Linked DNA regions of Athene noctua: region 2 is linked to region 1. A link is a contact called in public Hi-C data. All regions are on one chromosome and are shown on one strand. The core of a region is the stretch at or near the end of the contact, and the rest is flanking DNA. Distances in the headings are between cores, read along the strand shown.

The links. Hi-C and Micro-C count contacts between places; a contact is called where the count stands out from the background.
Region 2: a Hi-C map of heart shows a contact between it and region 1, with 2.7 times the contacts expected there. The contact joins the promoter of SETD2 here to the promoter of CCM2 in region 1. A contact is called at or near these places in 2 of 2 Hi-C or Micro-C datasets (heart and liver).

The regions. Positions count from the first base shown.
Region 1 is chr2:165,669,202-165,672,153 of bAthNoc1.hap1.1, forward strand. It overlaps CCM2 (CCM2 scaffold protein), which reads left to right and starts at 1,522. Exons shown (of 10, transcript XM_074901050.1): 1 at 1,522-1,799. The coding sequence starts at 1,770. It overlaps LOC141957189 (a long non-coding RNA gene), which reads right to left and starts at 1,296. Exons shown (of 4, transcript XR_012633083.1): 1 at 1,018-1,296; 2 at 442-475. It overlaps LOC141958295 (small nucleolar RNA SNORA9), which reads right to left and starts at 702; the gene lies at 568-702. LOC141958294 (small nucleolar RNA SNORA9) reads right to left here and starts at 1; the gene lies at 1.
Region 2 is chr2:165,805,248-165,808,199 of bAthNoc1.hap1.1, forward strand. SETD2 (SET domain containing 2, histone lysine methyltransferase) reads left to right here and starts at 1,497. Exons shown (of 21, transcript XM_074901060.1): 1 at 1,497-1,735. The coding sequence starts at 1,698. KIF9 (kinesin family member 9) reads left to right here. Exons shown (of 23, transcript XM_074901057.1): 23 at 1-1,115.

The sequences.
Region 1 (2,952 bases), core at 272-2,771:
GGGGGGCAACCTCTGAGCCAGCGGCGGTTGCCAAATAAACCCGCCGAGGGTGGAGTAGGATCAGGCTGTGACTTCGGCCCTGGGCCACGAGGGGGGAAATTCTGCCGAGCCTGTGACTCAGAGACAGACCCCGAGAGCCGGCCAGCCCCCGAAAAATGGGGTGGCCACCTCTGTTGGAAGTAGCATCCTAGGAAAAATGAGGTGGCCACCTGTCCGAAATGGCATCCTAAGAAAAACGAGGTGGCCGCTTATCAGAAATGGTATCCTAGGAAAAACGAGGCGGCCACAGCAGCTCTCCGGTGGGATTTTGGCTCCCAGAGACTCTCGTTTGGTGGCCGCGGAGGTCTGGCAGAGCTAATTACACGGAATTAGGCTCATTACAGGGACAGGGGAGGGCATGGGGCAAACCCCCTCTACGCGGGACGGGCCCGTCGGACCCACCTCTTCGCTCCCGGCGGCCTCTGGACGGCGCCCCCTGCAACCAGAGAGAGGAAACCGGTATCAGCGGCCCCAGAGGAGGCGGCAGCCGGCACCGCCACGGGATTTCCCCCGTTCCTCGGCCGTGGGGGGTGTCCGGGATATCTATAACCTCCCCCCGGGGGAAGGCGGGGAGAGGCCTCAAACCGTCCCGGGGTCGCTCTGGCAAGCGCTGTAGGAATGGCGGGAGCCACACCAGGCTCCCCCACGCTGGAAGGCTTGCGGGGGGGCGGGGGGCAAGGGACCCCCACTCTCCCCAGCACCCCTCACTCCGCCCCCCAGCACCCCTCATTTCCCCCCCGGAGAAGGCCCCGGCGACCACACGCGGCGCGTGGAGGACTACCCTTCCCAGCATGCACCGCGCCCACCCCAGCGGCGGCCGGGCCCAGAGGGGCAGAAGCGCCTCACCCCGCGCTGCCCCCGCTCCTCCCCCGGCCCCCGGGAGCGACCCCGGCCGCGGATGGCGGCGGGTAACGGCCGATAGAGGCGGATGGACCCGGACAACACCGCTACCGCCACCACGCCCCTCCCTCCCCGTACCTGCCGCCATCGTGGTTGAGGGCGGGGAGGCGCCTGCGTGTGACGTCGCCGCGGGACAGCGCCACCTGGCGGGGGCGGGGGGAAGCGATGCCAGAGCGGTCAGCGCATGCGCAGGAGTATCAGCGCCGACGCGGGCCCAAGCGCACGGGCCCGGCTCCCCTCCGCCGTGGGGTGAGGCCGGGAACGGCACCGGCCACAGGAACGGGCTCGGTCGCCCCCAACGGCGCCGTAGGCTGCTGCGTGGGGGGCCCCCCAACTGCCCGCTGGCCCCGCCCCTCAGCGTGGCCCCGCCCACATGAGTTTGGAGCCGGTGGGCGGTGCCGCTGCTTGTGTGGGCGGAGCCTGCGCGCAGACCGGGCGTGGCCATCCCCGCCCGCAGCTAAGACCGTCATCGTGGGGGGCGTGGCTAATAGTGGAGGGCCGGGCCGGCGAGCTCGGCGCATGCGCATTGCGGCCGGGCGGCCCCGCTCTCCCGGGGAGGACTGACGTCAGTCCTCCGGGCGGAGGGCGGGGCGCGGTGCACGCCGGGAAGCCGCCGCCCAAGATGGCGGCAGGATTGAAAAGTTGTTGGTGGCGCTGAGGCGGCTCCGGACGGGCCGGGAGCGGGAACCGGAGCCGGGTCCCGGGTGGGTTCATGGCTGCCGCCGGGCAGTGAGGCCGGGCTGCCGGGCCCCTGCCGCGCACCGAGGCCGGGCGAGCACGGCCGCTGCGGGGATGCCCCGGGGGGGGCCGGGGCCGCCGCCGCCGGAGATATGGAGGAGGAGGGCAAGAAAGGCAAGAAGGTGAGAACGGGCCGTTCCCGGGGCTCCTCGCCGCTGTGGGGTCGCCAGCCGGCCTGGCTGTGCGTCCGGGAGAGGTGCCCTCCCTCCCCGCCTGCCTGGGGGGCTGCCCCATCCCTGGGCTGTGGCTGCCCGGGCCCTCTGTGCCACACGGCCGCTGGTCCACAGCCCTCCCAGGGGCGACTGGAGCCTTTCTTTGTTTCTTAGGCCTTGTCCCTTCCCTGTGGCGACTTCAGGCTTGGCGCTGTCCGAGCTGAGTGTCTCCCTGTCGGTGTGGCTTCCCTGAGGGCTGGTGCCTCGCTTCCCTCGTTAAAAAAAATCATTTTTCTGTGTGGGGTTTGGGGGCAGCGCTGCCACGGCCTTGATATCTACAGCCGTGATGTTGTGTCTGCTCCCACTGCCCTGCCCGTGTTCTGGTGCCCACTGAGGGTCAGGGCCTGATTTACCCTCTTGCCTCACTGCCCGGGTTGCAAATGGGACAGTTAATGACACAGCTTAAAGTGTCGCCTGTAACGGTGCTGGGTTGTCTTACTTACTGATTGTGATGCTAAAGAGGGCATGCTATATACACATACATTTATTTTGTAAATTTATAAATATATATTGAATCAACCATAGTCAGGATTGCTGTGCTGTAAGCGCTTCAAAGGTCAGCGAGCTCTGTCTGTGTTGACTGCAAACGGGCTGCTCTGGTTTCTCTTGTTTAAACCTATTTTTATGTCGTGTGGGGGAGGCGAAGCTCAAGCTGAAGGCTGAGGCTAGGATGCTTGCTGAGAGCAGCGCTCCCCTGAGCGGGGGCTTGGCTCTTTGCAAAGCAAATCCATCCCTTGCTTTGATGACATAACTGGAGGGAAACAAGCTATTTTTAGTCGTTTTGGGGGCACCTGCAGTAACGGCGATCTCAGAAGGTGGCAGCAGAGTCTCCTCCTGAAATTCTGGTTTGAAGTGATCAGAATACTCACAGAATTAGAAATATGGATATTTTTTTTTTTCCTGGAGTTACTGGACAGACTTCCTATATCTGGAAAGCAAAACCACTGACATCCCCTTGTGATGTGTGCTGACCTGTGTGTGGTGTGGCAGGATCTGTAGCACAGGTGAGAAATGACTCATCTGGGTATGTAATCTTCCTGCTTTCAAGAAGAAACAACTCCAG
Region 2 (2,952 bases), core at 247-2,746, 140 kb after region 1:
GGCACAGCACTGGGATTACTGGAAAACCCGCTGGCACTTGGCTGGAGCTCACCGAGTTATGAGATGGGGGACAAACAGCCCCCACTGCCAAAACTGGCACCAGCCACAGCAGGAGCATCCCGGGTCGGAGGTTTTCCACGTGCTGCACCCATTTACATGGAACACCAGGAAATTAATTAGTCTAAGCTGTTCCGTTTGATTTGTTGCAGCTCGCTCATGTTGCTGTACCAGCACCTGCTCCCCAGAAGTGCCATGGCTATCAGCCTAGAAATCACCTTTTCTTTGTAATTATCAATTTTCAAAGGCTTATAAAGCTGCTGGGAGTTAAGCCCAGGCTGAACTTCCCACGAAAACACTTCCACCCCATCCTCTATCCACCCCACCTCTGCTTCCCCCTCGTGCTTCTGTGTGGGTGCTGCTCGGTGCCCCCCACCCCATCCCCGCAGGTCCCTGCGCCATTGCTGCTCACACCGTGGTCCCAAATCTGGAAAAAAAACCCAACAAACAAACCAAGAAATCTCAAATTTTGGATGCTGCAAATGTAGTTTTGAGGCTCGTGCATGAGTGGAAAGGTCCTACTGCACCCCGAAAGCAGGCAGGTATCCCGGGGTGCTCTGGCACCGGCTCAGGAGCTCTTCCCAGAGTTTGGGAAGTTGGTGAAATAAAACGACCTGTGAAAGGATGAGAAGCAGTTTTTAGTGATTTTGTGGAGTTTCTCTCTGAAACGTGGCCTGGAGGCCGGCAGGGCCTGGGGAGCTCAGTGCTCTCTTTAGAGCGGGGGACCGGGGTGGGTCTGGGGGGTGCCGGTGGTCGGGGTTGTCCTGGGGGTGATTCCGGGGGTGTCTGTGATCCTGGGGGAGATCCTGGGGTTGTCCTGGGGTGCCAGTGACCTGGGAGGGATCCCGGGGTGCCGGTGATCCCGGGGTGCCGGTGATCACTGAGGTGTTGGTGTCCTGTGCTGCCCAGGGGTGTCAGTGATCCCCGGGGGTGATCTGGGAGCGCCGGTGACCCCGGGGGTGATCCCAGGGGTGATCCCGGGGGTGATCTGGGAGTGCAAGTGATCCTGGGGGTGATCCCAGGTGTGATCCTGGGAGTGATCCCGGGGTCATCTGGGAGCGCCGGTGATCCCGGGGGTGATCCCGGGGGTGACTGGGGAGCGCCGGTGATCCCGGGGGTGCTGAGGGTGACTCTAGGGTGCCGGTGCCCCGGGGTGTAGGCGATCCCGGGAGTGCTGTCGATCCCAGATTCCTGGGGCGCCGGTGTCCCGGGGGTGCTCTCGGTGTGCCATGGGTGATCGCGGCGCGGTCCCAGCGATCCCGGGTTGGTCCCGGCGGTGCCGCGGCCGCTGCCGGTGCGGTGGCGGTGAGATCCCGGCCTGTCCCCGGCGGCGGCGGTGCCGCTGCCTGGCCGGGGGGAGCGGAGCGGCAGCGGCGGTGCGGCGGCGCGGCGGGGAGGAGCCGGGCGGCCGGGGCGGACTCGGCGGCGGGCGGCGGGCAGGGGCAGGGCAGGGCACGGCGCGGATGGCGGGGCCCCGCCGGCGGCCGCTGCAGCGCGGGGCCCGGCGGAGGATGTGAGGCGGCGGCGGCGGAGCCGAGCCCCCGCCGGGCTCGGAGGGCGGAGAGGGGCCTCCCCCGCGGCGCGGCGCGGCCCTGCCCGCCCCAGGGGCCGCGCCTGCCCCCGACAGCGCCCGCCCGACCATGGGGGACTTCTACGACCCGGAGCACCCCACCCCGGAGTAAGCGCGGGCCGCGCCGCGGCGGCCGCTCCCGCCGCTCCCCGCCGCGGCCTAAGGCCGCGCCGGCCCTGGCCGAGCCGCGCCGCGCCGGGCCGGGCCGCCCCGCGGGGAGCCGTCGGGGCCGGGGGATCGGCGGGGGGGAGAGAGCCGGGCCGGGGCACCGCCGCCGCTGCTGCCCCTTCCCCCCCTCCTTCTCCCGGGCGCGGCGGGCGGGCCGGCGGGGTAGGCCGCGCGTCCCCGGCCTTGCGTGAGCGTCGCGGCCGGGCGCCGGCGGGGGGAGGCCGGGTGGCGGGGGCGGGGGGCGGTGGCGGAGAGCGGAGCGGCGGGCGCAGCCGGCGGCAGGGGGGTGGCGGGGGGGCCACCCCTGCTCTGCCCTCCCGGCCTTGCCCGGGGCAGAGCGGCAGGGCCCGGACCCCCGGCCTGGCGGGGCTGCGCGGAGGGAGGCCGGGCGGTGCGTGCGGACGTGTCCCGGCCTCCCCGCGGGGCCATTTTTCCGCACCTTTTTTTTTTATTATCATTCTTAATTTACTTTTCCTTGATGTGTGGAGGAGTTCCCGACTCCTGTCTTGATTTTTACTCCTTGAATCCTCCTTGCAACAGCCCCCACTCGGCCCCTGCCCTGACCCCATTTTCTGACAGGAGGAAGGAGCCAGGCAAAGGTGGGGGGGGGGGAGACCGACCTAATGGCCGGTGAACTCTGGTTTCTCCTCTCTGCTGGGGGATTTTCACAACACCCCCCCACACCCCGACATCACGCCAGGGCTGCCGGATCTATCGCTTCTTCTGTGCAAGACATTCAGGCTGGTAGCGGTGGGGTTTCTTCCCCCACACACCACCACTCCCCCCCCCCTCCTTTTCTCGTTGATTCTCAACGCTATTTTTACATTTTTTTAGACTTTCCTCACGAAGGATTCGGGTGCTTCCCTAAACTTTGCGCGTGAGGCGTCCCCAACGTGTGGCTGGCTGTGGGGTGGAAGGAGGCAGACACCTGGCGTGTAGCACACCTCTGGGCAATGCTTGGATCCGAGGCAAAGCTAAAAATGGCGTGTTTTGAGCAAGGACAACAGAGCAAACCTTTTTGAGCAAAGGCTACGAGTTCTGGCTGTGCCCACCTGGAGCAGCTGAGGATCTGTTTCGACTGAAACGATGCCTGCGGCCGAGCCTTCTAAAATTAGTGAGAGACAGAGGATTTCAGTTTGAATCCAGGCTGTGTTTTG